Regions from separate parts of the Mus musculus genome. Here regions 2, 3, 4, 5 and 6 are each linked to region 1. The links are chromatin contacts, called in public Hi-C and promoter capture Hi-C maps. All regions are on one chromosome and are shown on one strand. Each heading gives the region's core, a stretch centred on a gene start, on an enhancer-like site or on the middle of the called end of the contact. The rest is flanking DNA. Distances are from core to core; before and after follow the strand shown. Region 1 holds the start of Gins4 (GINS complex subunit 4 (Sld5 homolog)). Region 2 holds the start of Smim19 (small integral membrane protein 19). Region 3 holds the start of Ikbkb (inhibitor of kappaB kinase beta). Region 4 holds the start of 1810012K16Rik (RIKEN cDNA 1810012K16 gene). Region 5 holds the start of Polb (polymerase (DNA directed), beta). Region 6 holds the start of Vdac3 (voltage-dependent anion channel 3).

Region 1 (2,756 bases), core at 190-2,689:
GCCACCAGGAGGCAGAGGTGGGTGGATCTTTATGAGTTTGAGGCTAATCTGCTCTACATAACAAGTTCCAGGTTCGTCAGAGTTACATGATGAGGCCCTGTATCAAATAAAAATAAATAATGAAAATTTTTTGTACGTCAGTGATAAACTGTAGAAAGAGATTTTGTTTTACTTAGTTGCTGGGGACTGGACCCAGGTTAAATGCTAAGATTGTACTGTACCACTGCACCACATTCCCCCGCTCCCATCTATACAAATCATTTTAATTTAAAAAATAGGTATAATACCAAGAATCTTTAGGCTACCACAAATTCAAATTTCCATAACTTTCTATTAGTCCTGTTATTTCTTTTTGTTGTTGTTGTGGTTTTGTTTTTGTTTTTCGAGATAGGGTTTCTCTGTGTAGCCTTGGCTGTCCTGGAACTCACTCTGTAGACCAGGCTGGCCTCAAACTCAGAAATCCACCTGCCTCTGCCTCCCAAGTGCTGGGCTTAGAGGCCTGTGCCACCACACCCGGCTCAATCCTCTGTTATTTCTTACTCTTTCAAGTAGTAATATGTCAGGATGCATAATTTATAGGTATATAAAACTATAAAAATTTGCAATCTGATTCCATCTCTGAAGCTAATTAGGAAGTTTGGCACTTAAAAAATATAAGGGGCTAGGGGCTGGAGAGATAGATAGCTCATTGGTTTAGAGCACTTGCTCTAAACCAGAGGACTGGAGTTTGGTTGTCGGTACCCATGTGGAACAGCTCATAACCACATGTTATGAGCTCCATCAGGATCCAGTGCATTCTTCTGTCCTCAGCTGGCACCACACTCATGTGCAAGCACACATACTAACATACATGAAAATAAGGAAATATATCTATAAAAATAATCTTAAGGGGGCTCAGTGGGTAACAGCACTTGCTATGCGATCGTGACCTGAGCATGTACCACATGCGTATATTGCATTCACACTCACTAAAAAGGTAGAATCCTAGAAAGTCAGTAGGCATTCTTTCATCACCAAAAAGAACAACTCAAATAACATTAGAGAACAACTCTGCGCAAAAAAAAAATGTAAAGGAAGGACAATGGAGTGAGTCTCTTAAATGTAGTTTCAACACACATATATGAATCTGTGAACAGGTTTGGCAATGGAACCAACCCACACACAGTAAATGTTAAAGGAAGGAAGGAACTGGGCCCTGTACCGATTCGCCACAAGACGGCGCTGCCTGGTTTCCTTACTGTGAGCCGAACGCCCCCACGTGGCCGTCCCGAGACGGTGCCACCCGGCACTTCACTCCCGGCCTCCTTCCCCGCCTTCCGGAAGTATGTTCTATAGCTCGGCAAGAGCCCGCCCCGGGGTAGGCGGGGCCAAGGGGCGTGTGTCCGCTTTCCCCTGGGCCTGATTGGTTAGTGCTCCCGCAGCGCGGAGACGTTTTCCTGTCGACGCTGTGTTTGGGGAAAGGAGCGCGGGAGCTGTACCGCTGCTGGTCGGGTCTGTGGGCCGCGGGCTTTCCGCGCGATCTCCGGCGCCCACCGCTCGGGGAGCCTCAGTCCGTGGTGTCCCCCGAGCGTGCCGGCTAGGAGAGAAGGGAAGAGGGATCCCTGAGCCGTGTAGCCGCTTTGAGTGCCAACTGCGAGGTGAGCGCTGGAGTGTCCAAGCGACCCCGGGTCAGTTGCAGCTGAGGACGCGATGTGCCGAGCACTTGACACGATGCACTTTTCTCATTTGAACCGAATGGGCTCCTGGGCCACTGAGGCAAAACGCTGCTCCTGGCGACGACAAGGAGCATTGCGGTTTAGTGTGGTATCTGCCCAGGTCCAGGCCCATGCAGCGGGAAAGATTAGGAGAGAAACCGACCAAGGGACTAAACCCAACACTGAAAAATCAGTCTCTGATTTCGCCATCCCTGGCCAGTGCACCCCCTTCAGCCCCAATAAACTTGTCCCTAAATGCCTTTTCTTGCAAGTAAGTGGGAGAAGCTTTTCAGGGTGTTGGTTTATTTTTCAGGTGTAGGTTCCCGGTTGAGAAACGATGACGGAGGTTCTGGATCTCCACGGACAGGACTCTGATGGGGGTAGTGAGGAGATGGTCCTAACTCCTGCAGAGCTCATTGAAAAGCTGGAGCAGGTAAGCACCCCAAATATGTCCCGTGTTCTTAGCTCTTAACTTACTCCAGGTGTGCAGTACCACGGCTCAGAAAATAAGGAAACAGAAGATTTGTTTCCAAAGAGCAGTGTTTGTAACATCTGCATAAAAATAGGAAGCCAGAAAGCAGGGCCTTCTTTAGGAGTCTCATCTTGTCAGTCTTCAAGGATGGCTAGTAAAAGTAGGCTTTGGACACATGTAGTAGAATGTTTCACAAAGCAATGCTCTGCTGTGCTATTTTGAGGACGTAAAGATGTGTGTGATCTGTAGAGAAGCATGCCATTTCTCTATAGTAGTCTCTTCCTCTGTTTCCTCCCCCATTGGAAGATATCTGCTCTAACAAGAAATTGCCATCCCTTTTGGTCATAATAGCAGTGATTATTTCTTGCATAGTTGTTGTTGTCGTCGTCGTCTTCTTCTTCTTCTTCTCCTTCTCCTTCTTTCTCCTTCTCCTTCTCCTTCTCCTTCTTCTTCTTCTTCTTCTTCTTCTTCCCCTCCTCCTTCTTTTCCTCCTCCTCCTCCTCCTCCTCCTCCTTCAATAATATCTTCTCATGAACCTCGGGTAGTTTAGGAATTCTGAACATGCTTGGGGTTTTTTAGGTTTTGTTTTT
Region 2 (2,953 bases), core at 445-2,944, 760 kb after region 1:
AGTTTAATCTTACACTGGATATAATAAGTGAATATGTGTTTAAAATACTTAAATCCTAATTTAAAAGTTAGGCACAAGTATGCACAATACAGAAAAATCTAACATTCTTAATATTCAAATGCTCAGCGAAACCCCAAAACTCCTAGCTGAGTGTAGGAGGGGACACTTTTGATCCCAGCACTCAGGAAGCAGAGGCAGGCAGGTCTCTTGAGTTCAGAGATATATCCTGATCTACATAAATCCAGGCCAGTCAGAGATACACAGTGAGACCCTACCTAAAAGAGAAAAGGGGGGGGGGGCAGTCAAGCAAAATAAAAAAATCTAACAGCCTACAGCTTGTTTTTGTTTAATTTTCTTAGTTTGGTGTTAAAAAAATCATTTCACATGTTTGTTTGCCTTCAGTTAGGAAGTGTAGTAAGAAATACAAAGGACCCCAAATTTGAGTAACGGCTCTGTACCTTTGCCTGGTGCCCACCCTATCTAGATCAACTTCTGACCATGTTATATAATGGGCACTTAGGAGTAAGAAAAGAGCCACAAGGCTTTTAAAACTCTTATACACCCAAATGGACTAAACACACTTCTATGAACTTCTTTCTAAAGCCACACTAATTTGCTAAGTTATTCTGTGATCAGCACCCTTATTTTCAGAAGAGAAACAACTATTTAAAGCCAACGTTCTACATAGTGGTGCGAGCTAATCAAACTTAAGTATTGAGAAACTGAACAATCTACGCCTATGTAAGAAGTTCCCCTTGAGAATGAACTGATATAAAACATCTATGAACATCTGGCACTGTCCCGGCAAACAGGCAGCAAACACCACGTGTACTACTCTTTCTAATTCTCTAACTTTAAACTCAAACTAAATGGTTTAAAAATTATATAAATGATTGTGTGTATAATATACGTAAACGCACATACACTGATACTACAAAAACATGTTACTGATCCTAAGGGAAGGTGAGTTTGTAATAGGCAAGACAACTTGTGAAAAGTTACAGTCTAATTATTTGCTCTTATCTCTGCACGCCAACTCAAGAGAACCGCTACACTGCGAGCAAGAATGGTAACAAGAAGTCAGATGATCCCGGAGAACTTGCCCTGCTGGAATTGCTAAGCCCTTAAGCACGTGGACAATGGGCCGCTTTATTTGCATGGCCGCACTAACCTGGGGGGACCGACTGATCGGTTTAATGGCGAAACTGCACTCACTCATTAACGATCACCACCTGCCTCACCCTGGAAAACGTAACCTTATTCAAGTCCCCCCACGCAAATGGTGTTTTTCTTTTTTGTTCTTTTTCTTTTAAAAACACCCTAGCCATTCAAGCAAAGATGCGAGAGAGCAGTCGCCTCGGCCTCACAGCCGGGAAGATGAGGAGACCGAGAACCCAGCCAGCCAGCTTCGTCCCGGGAGCACGCGCAGACACCCCGAGACCGCCCCACCGCGGAGGAGCCTCGGCGCCCTCCGGCCTGAGCCCGCCGCTTCCCGCCCGCGCCGACCCGGGCCGCGGCGCGCGGAGAGACGCACCGCCGCGCTGCACCGCGCTGCGCTCGGCTCCCGCCACACGCGGCACGCGGTGCCGCCGCGGCGTCGGGCTCCGATCCCGCACAGAGGGAAGGAAGAAAAACCAATAACAAAACCTGGCTTCTCGTTCCCTCCGGAAACCGCGGGCCGGCAGGAAGTGACGAAGGCGAGGTCGTCCGGTCCGCTGGGTCTCGGCCCGCGCTCCCCGCCCGACTCCCGGAACAGCCCGAGCGGAGCGGAGCGGCTCGGCGCGGCGGCCTCCGCACCTCAGCAGCCGCCGAGCGCCCGCCCGCCCGCTCTCCCGCTCGCTCGCCCGCCCGCGCGCGGCTGCGTCACCGCCCCGCCCCCGTCCCGGCCCCGCCCCGTCCCGTCCAGTCCGGGCCCAGCCGCGGGCTGCGAGCTGCTGCGGGTCAGATCCCGACCTGGGTGTCTCTGCGGGCGGAGTGAGCGGGGCGGCTGCAGCGTGCCTAGGGTCCCCGGAGCCCGCAGAGACGCCGGCGGGAGCGTGCGGCGTCCCGTCGCGGGAGGACTGTCCTGTATGTCACCTGGAACAGATTGCACAGGCTCGGGGGAGGGGGGCGGCGGCTGGAGGAGGCCAGGTTTGGGCGTCAGATCTGTGTGCCACCTCTGCGCCTCCCGTTCCCCGGGTCCCTGTGGCCTTGGGATCTCAGAGCCACCACTGTCACCTGTTATTGAGTTGCAGTGCGTCAAAGCAGGATGGGTGCAAAAAGAAAAAAAAAATTACTCGAACGTGTACTGCGCAGTCCACAGGCCTCAGCTATGCTCCGTCCTCTAGGATGGGGTGAAAGCCTGTGACCTTGTTCCCGTCTGTTTTAGGACCTCAAACGTCGCAGTGCTTCAGAGAGTCAGGAGAATGAATCTTCCCCTCATGGTGTTTGGGTTCCGTTGTTAGAAATTATGTGTAGTCTGAATTTCCGTGAGAGAGTAACAAAAGTCCCACGTGAGAGGCAGAAAATAGCATTCCAAGCGAGGTGGCAGGTTCTAGAACGGAGTGGACAAACTTTAAAACTTAGGATAATGTCTCATGATTACCTGAAAAGGATTTTGTCACCCAAAAGGAGGTCAGCCTTAAACTAAATCCCGATGGATGCGTTTTTTGATGTCATGATCTCTTAATATGCGTGTTTAACCTGCAGCTTAAATCAGCTCCATCTAGCTAGCATCTTTCTAATGCAATAATAGTTTAAACATTACATCACCGGACAGCTGAGGGAAGATGTCAGTTTTCCCATAAGAGCCCAGAATGTCACTCTCAGCATCAATCTACTAGAGCATTAACTTGCCTGAAATGAACCAACCCCTGGACATTTTACTTTAGACTGAAGGGGAAAGGCGCATATCCTCACACTTGGTTAGGTTACACAAAGTGCGTGGGAGGCGTGGTTAAAGTACCTCCATGTC
Region 3 (2,700 bases), core at 58-2,557, 530 kb after region 1:
GACTGTCCCGTGAGCTGTGGTTGGGGCAGAGTGCAGAATGTTCTTCCACAAGTGGCCTTCTAGAAATAATTGCAAACCCCATAAAAAGTGGATGCTCTCAAAAGGGGCGACATGAAGGGTATGGCTTGGGATGTCCACGTTCTCTCTGTGGGAAGGGTGGGGTCCTGGGAGGAATATTCTTGGCTTTTTCCCACAGGTGCAAGGATGATAAGACATAATACCAAGTGTTTTTTCACTTGCTGTTCTTGTATTTGCTTAAGCTCTCTGTAAACATCATCTCATGTTTTGCTTGCTTTAATAATAAAAGAGTGAGAAGTTCTTTATTTGCTCTATTCTTGAGTTCAAACGCTTAGAGTCCCCAGGTTATCCCACAAAGATCTTTGGCTTTCAATCCAGGGAGACTTTGTTAGCCTTGCTGGTCGCTGTCCGCTGCTGGGTTCGGATCTAAAAAGCCAGTAAATGTCAGAAGCCTGGAGCCACTGTGCCACCTTCAGAGGAGCAGAGATTTCACACCGTCTGACAAACGCCACATCATAGGAGAAACTGGAGCCTAGACAACGATGGTGGACCAGAACATATATTGAGCATGACTACTTAGTTATGTATACCACTTGCCTTCCACTTAAACCCAAACCTCATGGCAGGACCCCAAAATTAGACTTGGATCGGCAGAGGTATGGGTGAGAGAGATTAGATCGCTGTCTTTCCCCAATGTAGTCACATTGAATAAACCTCTTTTTCTCCTTTCCATTGGTAATTGTATCGTGAATTAGGCTATGGGAGGTGAGCGGCTGAACCTGGCTTGTTAGAGGCAGGGGTGGATGCTGGTAGGCGTGTGGGGTGTCCTGGTGGAGAAGACAATACCCAGCCTCTTGACCTAATAACTAGTAATTTCTTTATGCTCCCAGTGCTCAAACTCCATTTTTGATAGACAGTGCTAGTTTTTTGTTTTGTCTCTGTACTCTTCCCTCTCCTCCCTTCCTCTTTGAGGGGGATGGTGGTGTGTTACTTTCTGAGGAGCATCAGGATGGTTGATTATTCTTAATACTGAACCAGGAGCGGTGGGAGGACAGGGAGGCAATTCTTAGGACAGCCTCTAAGTCAGCACTAGTCGGGGCTCGGCAGATTCTCCCCTTATTAACTGCCTAGCCAGTCGGATCAAGCTCAGCCTAAAAAGTGCCAGGGTGAAGAAGAGCTCTCCAAGCCGCCAGGTCCTGCGCCGCCAGGTCCAGCACCTTGGCTGGCTGTGGCTGCGTCTCCGAGAGCCAGTGGCTCGCGCGTCCCCTTTAAGAGCCGTCTAGTACCCGTGACGTCAGGGCAGGAAGTGTTTGAGGAAGTGGCGCTGGGCTGGCTGCGTGGGGACCCCGAGTTTTCATGTCCTCAGCGGGTGTCGCTGGCGGCCCCGCGGCCCCCGGGGCAGGTGAGTCCCACGCGAGGGCGGCTCGCGGCGCGTGGACCGGCTCACCCGGGTGTGCGCTCCGCCTCTCCCCGGGGTCCGTGGCTGCGCCGCGCCCGATGCTGAGCGGACCCACCGGTGGGCCCGGCCGCCGCAACTTTTATTTGTTAACTACACCGGTGTCCTAGCCTCCCCTTGCAGGGCAGCAGCCACTGCTGCTCCCAGTTGCTTCTTGAGCTCCAGTGTTCTTCTTACTCTCAACTTGTCCTCTCTCCCTGCTTGCTTCTAGAGTTAGCAGGGCATCGATATGAGCTGGTCACCGTCCCTCCCAACCCAGACATGTGGAGCCTGGGAAATGAAAGAACGCCTGGGGACCGGGGGATTTGGAAACGTCATCCGGTGGCACAATCAGGTAGGGCTCTGGCACCAGGAAGGTGGGTGAGCTTTCTTGGCGCCTCTTCTGACCTGGCCCGGTGTGAATGGGTGGATCCCTGCCTAACCTTGGCGTTGTCCAATGGGAGCGTAAGAAAAAGGACTGCAAAGGGGATCTGTGAGCTGCTAAACTGACTCTTTTTAAAAAACCTTAATAACCATGCCACTTAGAAGGACACATGAGGGAGTAAGCTGTCATTCCAAGTATTTTGAAATTATATTTCTACTAATATTTAGACTAGCACGTAATACATTACATTGTGATAAATGTTGTAGAATACAGGCAGTGTTAAAAAGATGAGAGCAATAAAAAACATTTTAAATAACTTTATTTAAAATATTTTAGGTAGTTGATAACCCCAAGGTTTTTCTCTTCTCTTTCTTTCTCTCTTTCTTTCTTTCTTTCTTTCTTTCTTTCTTTCTTTCTTTTCCATGTGCCGCCATATAATGCTGAGTGATGTGGACTGATTTCATTTTTGGATCTAATTTTTATTCCTATTATTTTAGTCCTTATGTGTCTGATGTGCGTTGCTCATGTTAAAAGTTTGTGTTCTTCCAAAAAAAATTTGGGGGAGGGGGCTGGCAGTAAGTACGCTGAGATTCTTGGCAGGACTCTCTCTAGCTCGGCTGTTTACTGTGGGAGACTTATTTTATCCGATTTGGGTAATGAGTTCATCACAGTGCCTCAGGAGCACACAGTACTTGTGATGTTTCCGCTAAAGAGTACTTACTAACCTCAGGATACTTGAGTATCAGACGTGATGTGTGACTATCAAACTTGGGGGTCATGGCCTGTGCCCTAAGCTGAGTCCTCAATAAGCCAATTAAAATAGGCAAATTAATAGTGGAAAGCAAGGGATTCATTCACTGAG
Region 4 (2,936 bases), core at 378-2,877, 840 kb after region 1:
CCTGCTTTCTTATAGAACCCAGGACTACCAGCCCAGGGACACCCACAAGGGGCCCTCTCACCTTGATCACTAATTGAGAAAATGCCTTGCAGCTGGATCTCATGGAGGCACTTCCCCAACTAAACTCCTTTCTCTGTGGTAACACCAGCCTGGATCAAGTTGACACACAAAACCAGCCAGTACAATTGACACTCCCCCCTCAACTTGACACACAAACACATCACTATAAAGGAAGCACACAAGGAAGACGGCTCACCACTGGTACCTCTTGTTGTTCAAGGGACAACTTTGCCTTGCAGCCTCCACAGGTGCCAGCATGCATGTTTTCATACATACACATCAATTTCAGAATTAAAGGAATCTTTAAAAACGTGAAAAGGCTCATAGGGAGGCTGAAGCGGAGTGGGAAGCTGGTGGTGTAGGGGTCACATGACCCTGAGACTCTTCCAATTGAATAGGGCTAGAGTTAAAGATAGTTTTATCACTCCTGTGAACCACAGTTTTCTTAAGTATTCCCTGCTCCTTTTGATTTTATGATTCTTTTTTAAAGATTTATTTTATTTATGTGTAGTGTGTGTGTGTGTGTGTGTGTGTGTGTGTGTGTACCCCTGAAGGAACCTGCAGATGCTTACAGAAGCCAGACGGGGGAGCTGGATACACACCAGCGCTGGACTTGGGCGCTACCAGATGTGGGCTAAGAACTGAATTTTAGTTTCGTTCTGTTGCAGCAATGAAACACTGTTGCCTAAACTGCAGCTTGGAAAAGGTTTATTTGGCATTCTCTTCCAGATTGACGGAAGGCAGGAAGTCAAGGCAGAAGCCATGTAGGAATACAGATTACCGACTCACTTTCTTGGTTGATCTCTGGACGATGCTTTTTTCCCCCCTCCAATCCAGGACTTCCTGCCAGAGGAATGACACCACCCATAGTGGGCTGGGCTCTCCAGCATCAATTACTGATCAAGACATTGCTGCTACGGACCTTTCCATCCTCAGACTGACTGGATTTAGGCAATCCCTCTACTGATTCTAGGCTGAGTCAAGTTGATAAGTATCAAAGGTTCTTTACCTCTGCGCCCTCACTCCAGCGTCACTTTGAGCTTCTAATTAAAGCCTCAGGAATATATCGCTGGGAACTATAAAACCTGCAGCGGCAGCTTATATTGTTGTCTTTTCCATAATGTTCCTGGGAATGGATTTCCTTAGGGGAGAAAGAATGAAACCTAAAGCGACACAAAATAGACAATCAGACAAGCAACTAAAACCTAGGGATGTAGCTCTGTTGGCAGAGCGCTTGCCTAGCATGCAGGAAGCCCCACGTTTCATCCCAGCCACCTCACAAATCCAAGCCTGGTGGAACAAACCTGAAATTCCTTCTCTTGGAAGGGGGAGGTAGGAAGATCAGGAAGTTCCTGACCACCCTCAGCCATATAGCAAGTTAAGCCTGGGCTATGCGAGACCCTGTCTGTAGACAAATAAACAGATGATTTAAAAAGCTGCCCATAAGGGAACTTATAGTTCACCACTACCATTCTAGTACTTTCCATTTACTGTTAAAGCCACAGCCTCCTGGGGCTGGATAACGCTGGGAGACCTCAAGGTGAGTCCTCCCGGAGGCTGCCAGCTCGGCAGTCAGCGAGGAGAGCAGATTTCCGTTTCCTTGGCCAGCCTTCGGGAGGGAGGGGCGGAGGGGGCCTCGCGTGGGGGAGGGCCGGTAGGGCGGGACTTCGAGAGGGCGGGCCCTCAGGAGGGCGTGGCCTCCGGAGGGAGGGCTGGTGGAGGGGGTCTCAGGAGGGAGGGCCCGAGGGCCGGACCCACAGGGCGACCTTAAAAATTGCCCGGGGGCCCGCGGCCGCCAGCGGAGCGCGCGGGCGGCAGAGGGCGAGCCGGACACAGCCAGGCGCGGCGGTGAGGCTGCGGGAGCGGGCGGGAGCGAGCGAGTGGGCGACCGGCCCGGCTGGGGAACGCGGCTGACAGTCCCCGCCCTGCCGCACACGTGCCGCGGCTCCGGGCGCGCGCACCGGGCTCGCTGCGGGGTCCCGGGAGACGCGGAGGTTCGGGCGGGCGGGCGCGGTGGCCAGTGTGCGCGCGCTGCGCGGAGCAGAGCAGAATCCGGGTCAGGCCGGGTGAAGCGCTCCGCAGCTGCGGCAGTAGTTGGCACCCCGGTTGTCCCGGGCTGGGCCCGAGGGGTTCGATTGATGGTGGTGGCAGGCAGGCGGCCTTCTGCAGCCCAGCTGCAGCTCCAGCTGCAGCTCCAGACGGGTCCCTCCTTAGCGAAAGGCAGCCTCACCTGCGCTGAGCACCCGGGAAGTTCTTTCTGGCACCCTAGGAACCAGTGGTTGTGTCGGCGGCGTTGTTTCTGGGACTGCTGGGTAGTTTGAAGGAAGAGGGTGAGACGCTCAAAGGATTCGGGGTTTCTACTCCAAATGGTACAGCAGGCTCCTAAATTAGTTTAAATCCGCGCAGACCGGTCTGGTTTTTGCAGGTCCTGCATATCCCCCAAGCCACAGGTGATACTCAGGTCCTTGTGCATTCTTTCTGGGTTCATCTGTTAGTAGCGTTTCTGTCTTCTATAATTTGACAGATACCCCTGAGAAGGGGGCTAAGTGTTAAGAGTACTTTCCTGGTATGCAGGAAGTTAGGTTTAATTCCCAGCACGGGAAAGCACTTAAAAAAATATATCTTTTTAAAATTGTAATTAACATCATTTCCTCCCTTCCCTTTTCTACGCCTAACCCCTTCGGTGTAACCATATCCCCTACCCCCTTTCAAATTCATGGCCTCTTTTTCTCAGGACATATAATGCTACTTGTCTCTATATGGTGGATAACCAACTGGGGACTGTACTCTGGGGAAGACTATGCCCCCATTCCCAGCTTTCCTTACTCGTTTGTAGTTCTTTGTCAAGGGTTGAGACCCCCTCCCCCGAGATTTCC
Region 5 (2,700 bases), core at 70-2,569, 580 kb after region 1:
TCCAAATGGTGCAGAACTTTTTAGTGGCAGCTTTGGGGGTGGACCTTGCTGCTTCTACAGGGATCACTCCAGTTGTCCCCCAAGCCCTCTTCCTCTTCATTATGTCTCCGTGCACAGGGACCTTCTGAGAGGTGTTTTCCAACTGTTCTGTCTAAATAGAGCTCATCTCGCCCCTCCTGAGGGCTGCCCCATTTCCTTGCCTTGTTTATCCGTGCAGTGTTGTGGTGGAGCTGAGGCCCCATTCCTGCTGAGCATGTCCTCTCACAGTGAATCACTCATTCTTGACTTGCTCTTAGGCCACTTTATTACCCCCTGCCAAGGACATGCGCACAGGACTTGACTTATCACTACTGTACATCCAGTAGCGAAAGCAGTGCCCTGTCCTTGCTAATAAAAATAACTCACTCACCTAAAACAACAACAATGCATTGCTGGACCTGGTGTTGCATACCTATCCCTAGCATCCAGGAGGCTGAGGCAGGAGGATTTCTATGAGTCTGAGGCCAGCCTGCTCTTCATAGTTCTAGGACAACCTGGGCTACATAGATACCCTATCTCAGAACAAAACAGAAACAAGAATAGAAATTTTAGAAGATAAGAGTGGAGTAGAAATGTAAAAGTGTATGTCCCCAAATAATAATACCTAAGTTGGATGACAAGCCCGTCATTGACTTCCCTTTTTCCTTCTATACTCTTTTCAGATTCACCCACACTAGTGTGTATCTTAATAACAATTTATGCCCAAACGAATTGCTGTGTTTGCAGTTAATATGGACCCCCATGAGGAACACTTATAAATGGCACAAGCGCTATATTTCAATTCAAGGACATTGTAAGGGGATCACATATAGAATATGAGTGTTCCATTGCTGTTTAGTTAAGTCAGACACTTCTTTCTTGGGGTCTTTTCCTAGCTTTAGCTTCTCCCACAAGAGGCATGGATACCGAAACAAACAAACGAACAAACAAAGCCAGAACACGTCTTTAGCCGACGGTTGGCATATTTCATTCCATGTTTTACATGGTGTCCAGAAGCACAGAGCAGCTCTTGGATTCTGACAGCAGAACCCGCGCCGGCACGCCTCACAAACAGTACAGGCCGTGTGTTCCATAGCTACTGTCCACAGCAGCCAACGTCCACCTCCGTCTGCATCTCGGGCTCTAAATCAGACTATTCTCAGACCAGGAGAGCAGATTTGATCTCTCAGGCTAACTCACCAGGAGGTAAACCTGACCTCCTAGCTCCCCTCCGCCCAGAGATTCCCCGCACCCGCACCCGCTAGCCCCGCCCCGTAGCCTGGCGCGTGACGTCACCGCGCTGCGCCCTGTCAGGCGCCGCCATTGTTCCACCGGTAAGACCCAGGTGTGGGTCCCCGGCGCCATGAGCAAACGCAAGGCGCCGCAGGAGACCCTCAACGGCGGCATCACGGACATGCTCGTGGGTGAGTCCCGGGCCGCCCTCCGGCTCCTCTGCTCAGCCGGGCCTCGCTTCTCCCACCCCCCCCCCCGCGGGTCGCAGCGCCCCGGCTGCGTCCGTCGCGGCCGCCGGTGGAGGAACCCGCCCACACCTCCATCCCGGGACCCGCGTTCGCGGGGGTGTGTGTACTTGTGTCCTCGAGCCCTTTGTTGTCTTTTCAGAACTCGCAAACTTTGAGAAGAACGTGAGCCAGGCGATCCACAAGTACAATGCGTACAGGTACGTTGTTAGCCGGCGTTCCAGGACATCCTAGTTTGCTGTCACTTAGCAGGGATGGAAAGCCGGTGCCCAGTGGTTCAAAGCTGAGTGGCACTTTATTTAACCTATACAGGGTTTTGGCAGGGCGTTATAGGGTTAATTCAGGAGACTGTACAGTTCCGACTGAAAATAGGTGTCTGATGCATATATTCCCACCATTAATCTTGAATTGACTGGAAATACAGTTTAAAAAACATAATAAACAACAGTAGACGAGATCTGAACTGTGAAATAGATGTAGTTCAGGAAATCGCCTTTCCTTCTGGATGGGCTGTCACCTTCCTGAAAACCAGTTGCCTGCCTATCACTACAAACCTCAGCGGGCACCTTCTCCTGGCCGCTCTTCCCACAGTCAGCTACTTAACCTATAAGCATCCCAAAGCCCCTCAGCTTCTAACAGTAAAAGTAAACTATCCTTGCTTTCCCCAAGCTAGCCCTTACAGCCTTACAGTTAGTGTTCTCCTATAGTCTGTTCCATGCCTGGATTTCCTCATTTGAAGTCGAATTATTATTATTATTATTATTATTATTATTATTATTATATGATTATTTGGGGGATTATAATTACATCATTTCCCCTTTTCCTCTCTCCAAACACTTCCATATATAACCCTCTATGATCTCTCAAATTCATAACCTCCTTTTTTCATTATATATATATATGTGCACATATATATACACACATATTTCGATACACATACATACACACACACATTTTCCTAAATACATAAATACAATCTGTTCCAACTGTGTAATGCTACTTGTATATTTTCAGGGATAACCAACTGATGTGTTAGGAAAGACTGTTTCCTGTAGTTCTTTGTGTAGGGTTGAGGTCCTGACCACTGTGGTGTGTCTGTCACATTCTTCCTTGTTCAGCTCATGTCTGGGCAGTCATGTTAGTAAGACCTTATGAGCATAGCTTCTGACATTACTGGGCAACACAGCCTTCCCGCCATTTCCCT
Region 6 (2,700 bases), core at 35-2,534, 640 kb after region 1:
AGAGAAATAAAGAAGGCATGGAGTCAGGTGGTTGGGGGAATCTGGGAGGAGCTGGGGGTGGGGAAACATGACCGGGATATAGTGTATGAAAAATTATTTTCAATAAAAAGAGTTAGCGGTAGAAACATCAACAAATATTTCCAAAAAGGCCATTTGTACATAACCAAGGCACAGTACCCTCAGATTCTACGTTGCTCTAGTACTAGTGTACTAGTGTAGTTTACTCAAATCTCCTCAGTTGCTTGGTTGTGTTCAATAGCCCTTTTGTTTTATCCACAGTCCAACTGAGACTCACAAAAACACTTTAGCATTACATCTTTTTGTTCTTAAACCCTTTTCTTCATCTTTCATGACATTGAAGATTGAGCAGTTGCTTCGCAGAACGTCCCTTAATTTGGATTTGCTTTCTCGCCCATAGACAAATTACATGCTTTGTTAAGAATACTGACTCGTGGGCTGGAGAGATGGCTCAGCCGTTAAAGGCTAGGTTCACAACCAAGAATATAAGAATATCGACTTGTGTCCCTTTCTGTGAATGACAGGGCACCTGAAGTTAGCTTTAGTCACTTGGTGAAGGCGATTTTCTGGCTGTGAAGGTCCTTTCCTCTTCAGTAAATAATCCGCGGAGTGAGTGAGTCCTGGGAACCATCGGGATCTCCTTAACCGTTTGCTGGGGAATCGGTTGTCACTAAGGTGGCTCTAAAGCAGTGGTGTGTTCCTTGCACAATTCCTGCGACATTGATTTCTCTTCTAAGAAGAGCTCTCTCTCCATCCTCTCTCTCTCTTGAATTAACTTGCATGCTCTAGAAGCCCGCAGTCGCCTAACCTCTAGGGCCTGGGTTTTCTCTCATCGTTCCAACTGAGAAGACTCACATTTTAAAATTACAGTTGACCTGGGACGAAGTTCCCATAAAGACCTGCAAGTCATCCACCATAGAGAGGGTGGCAGGGTCTGGGAGCGACACTCTGGCTGGCAGCTCGCGTCCGCAGAGCCCGCCCTGGGTCTCTGCTGGCGCCCTGCCCGCCCGCGCCCCTTCAGGGGACAGTAGCTACGGCTTTGGCACATTCTCGCGAGAGCCGCGCCTCCCGGCCCAGCAAAGGTCCTCAAAGGCCTTTCGGCCATTTCCACACCACCCCGCGCCGGTCACCCGCCAGCAGGGCCCCCACTGCGCCCGCGCACTCGCCCGCGCACGCGCAGCCGGACAGTTGGCCTAGGCGCCCGCCGCGGGGCCCCTTGCACGTCTGGTCTGAGGCGCGGCGCCGCGCCGCGCGCACTCGCGCTGGGGGACGACGGGCGCGCAGGCGCACAGGCGCGGCGGGGGAGCGAGGTCGCGCAGGCGCAGACGGCGTTGGTTCGAGAAGACCTTCAGCGTTGCCTTGGTGGAGCGGGACGGGCCCACCCTCGGGTTGTAGGTGAGGCGACCGCTGCCGCGGGCCGGGTGGGCGGATGGCCGGCGGGCCTGAGGAGCCGGCCGAGGCCACGGAGGAGGAGCTGAGGGGCGCCGACCTAGGGCGAGGCGAGGCAGGGGAGACTCCGCTGCCCGGACCCTGTTGGTCGCCTGAGGGCGGGAGTCGCCGCCCTGGGCCGGCCGCGACCTTCCGCCGCACCCGGCGTGCGCACTGGCGGTCTGCCCGGGGCCAGGCTGGAAGGCGGGCGGTTTCTAGAGAGGACGAGTCCCGGAACCCCAAACCTACACCCGACCCTGTCCTCACCCCGCTGTCTGGTGTGTCCAGCACTTGTCAGGCGTGTCTTGCACTCCCGACGGCCGAAGGGTGGATGCTCTTCATGCATCTTAAAAAGCAGAAACAAGGAACAAAAGAGAAGCTGTCTCCTCTAGTTAGTGCCTTTTGTCGTCCTCTCAGGCTCTAATGCAGCCTCAGGGCATGGTGCATAGCTGTCTTGTAGCGCTAAGATGATTGTGAGGTTGTAGCTTGACTCTCGAGTAACATGGAGTCCGGGTTTTCTCGATTTTTTTGCTTGATCATACCAGCAGTGCATTTCCCATTAGAATCATGGGTCCGAGTAAGGGACAGTTTGGGCATGAACGACTTCAGTTATCCACTTGACTTTTGCAAAGTGATGATTTTTGAGAAACAGTGGATCAAAAACGCTAAACGCAGCTTGTAAATAGCACTTAGACATTTCGACCACCTTGGTTTATTTTCTCCCTGATCAGTATGAAAACCTAAAACTGTATAAACGTTTCTGTCTGAATACGTAAGACCTGTGTTTCCTCCCTCCTAGAATGATGGCAAAAGATTTACATTACTACCGGGACTGTAAAATTACCCTGCTAGTGGACTCCAAACTCTGTAACATAGAGCAGAATTTTATTATAGATTGATGTAGAACATCAATACCACTCATTTGCCTTGACTCCTTAACTTTTCCTTTTGATTGATGCCTTGGATAAAACCCGTGGCATCAATTATAGATCCTCTTCTATGTAAGATAAGTGCTTTACCCATACGCCATCCCCATTTCTCTATAAATTTTGGGTGTGTGTGTGAACTTGTTTATGTGGTGTATGTACACGTTTGTGTGCACATCCGTATGCATGTGGAGTCCAGTGGTTGATGTTGGGTATAGGTCTCCTCACTGAACTGAGAAGTCTTCCTGTCTCCGCACTTTCCCTACCCCAGTGCTGTGTGGGTCCTCATATGCAGTTCCTCATGCTTGTGTGACAGACACTTTGCCAA

The links. Promoter capture Hi-C pulls out the DNA fragments that hold promoters and counts their contacts. Hi-C and Micro-C count contacts between places; a contact is called where the count stands out from the background. Capture Hi-C pulls out chosen DNA fragments and counts their contacts.
Region 2: a promoter capture Hi-C map of liver shows a contact between it and region 1, with 3 times the contacts expected there. The contact joins the promoter of Smim19 here to the promoter of Gins4 in region 1. A contact is called at or near these places in 6 of 39 promoter capture datasets (the 3T3-L1 cell line, fetal liver, hematopoietic stem and progenitor cells and 2 more), 2 of 115 datasets of contacts at active chromatin or transcription factors (microglia and thymic regulatory T cells) and 1 of 9 other capture datasets (liver).
Region 3: a contact with region 1 is called in a Hi-C map of CD8 T cells, with 3 times the contacts expected there. The contact joins the promoter of Ikbkb here to the promoter of Gins4 in region 1. A contact is called at or near these places in 3 of 39 promoter capture datasets (liver, neutrophils and pre-B cells) and 1 of 484 Hi-C or Micro-C datasets (CD8 T cells).
Region 4: a contact with region 1 is called in a promoter capture Hi-C map of liver, with 4 times the contacts expected there. The contact joins the promoter of 1810012K16Rik here to the promoter of Gins4 in region 1. A contact is called at or near these places in 4 of 39 promoter capture datasets (the 3T3-L1 cell line, the HPC-7 cell line, hematopoietic stem and progenitor cells and 1 more), 4 of 115 datasets of contacts at active chromatin or transcription factors (bone marrow-derived macrophages, large pre-B cells, pancreatic cancer cells and 1 more) and 2 of 9 other capture datasets (adipose tissue and liver).
Region 5: a promoter capture Hi-C map of pre-B cells shows a contact between it and region 1, with 2.5 times the contacts expected there. The contact joins the promoter of Polb here to the promoter of Gins4 in region 1. A contact is called at or near these places in 3 of 39 promoter capture datasets (the HPC-7 cell line, liver and pre-B cells).
Region 6: a contact with region 1 is called in a promoter capture Hi-C map of pre-B cells, with 5 times the contacts expected there. The contact joins the promoter of Vdac3 here to the promoter of Gins4 in region 1. A contact is called at or near these places in 8 of 39 promoter capture datasets (the 3T3-L1 cell line, cranial neural crest, hematopoietic stem and progenitor cells and 4 more) and 2 of 115 datasets of contacts at active chromatin or transcription factors (memory CD8 T cells and pancreatic cancer cells).

The regions. Positions count from the first base shown.
Region 1 is chr8:23,236,351-23,239,106 of GRCm38.p6, reverse strand. Gins4 (GINS complex subunit 4 (Sld5 homolog)) reads left to right here and starts at 1,439. Exons shown (of 8, transcript NM_024240.6): 1 at 1,439-1,637; 2 at 2,008-2,127. The coding sequence starts at 2,032. It overlaps Gm39141 (a long non-coding RNA gene), which reads right to left and starts at 1,327. Exons shown (of 3, transcript XR_870246.2): 1 at 1,239-1,327.
Region 2 is chr8:22,475,620-22,478,572 of GRCm38.p6, reverse strand. Smim19 (small integral membrane protein 19) reads left to right here and starts at 1,694. Exons shown (of 4, transcript NM_001146117.1): 1 at 1,694-2,067. It overlaps Slc20a2 (solute carrier family 20, member 2), which reads right to left and starts at 1,873. Exons shown (of 11, transcript NM_011394.3): 1 at 1,648-1,873.
Region 3 is chr8:22,705,190-22,707,889 of GRCm38.p6, reverse strand. It overlaps Ikbkb (inhibitor of kappaB kinase beta), which reads left to right and starts at 1,307. Exons shown (of 22, transcript NM_001159774.1): 1 at 1,307-1,420; 2 at 1,686-1,808. The coding sequence starts at 1,704.
Region 4 is chr8:22,397,412-22,400,347 of GRCm38.p6, reverse strand. It overlaps 1810012K16Rik (RIKEN cDNA 1810012K16 gene), which reads right to left and starts at 1,627. Exons shown (of 3, transcript NR_045473.1): 1 at 1,365-1,627; 2 at 1,070-1,201; 3 at 757-903. Slc25a15 (solute carrier family 25 (mitochondrial carrier ornithine transporter), member 15) reads left to right here and starts at 1,727. Exons shown (of 7, transcript NM_181325.4): 1 at 1,727-1,908.
Region 5 is chr8:22,652,056-22,654,755 of GRCm38.p6, reverse strand. Polb (polymerase (DNA directed), beta) reads left to right here and starts at 1,319. Exons shown (of 14, transcript NM_011130.2): 1 at 1,319-1,442; 2 at 1,639-1,696. The coding sequence starts at 1,382.
Region 6 is chr8:22,592,397-22,595,096 of GRCm38.p6, reverse strand. It overlaps Vdac3 (voltage-dependent anion channel 3), which reads left to right and starts at 1,284. Exons shown (of 9, transcript NM_011696.2): 1 at 1,284-1,413.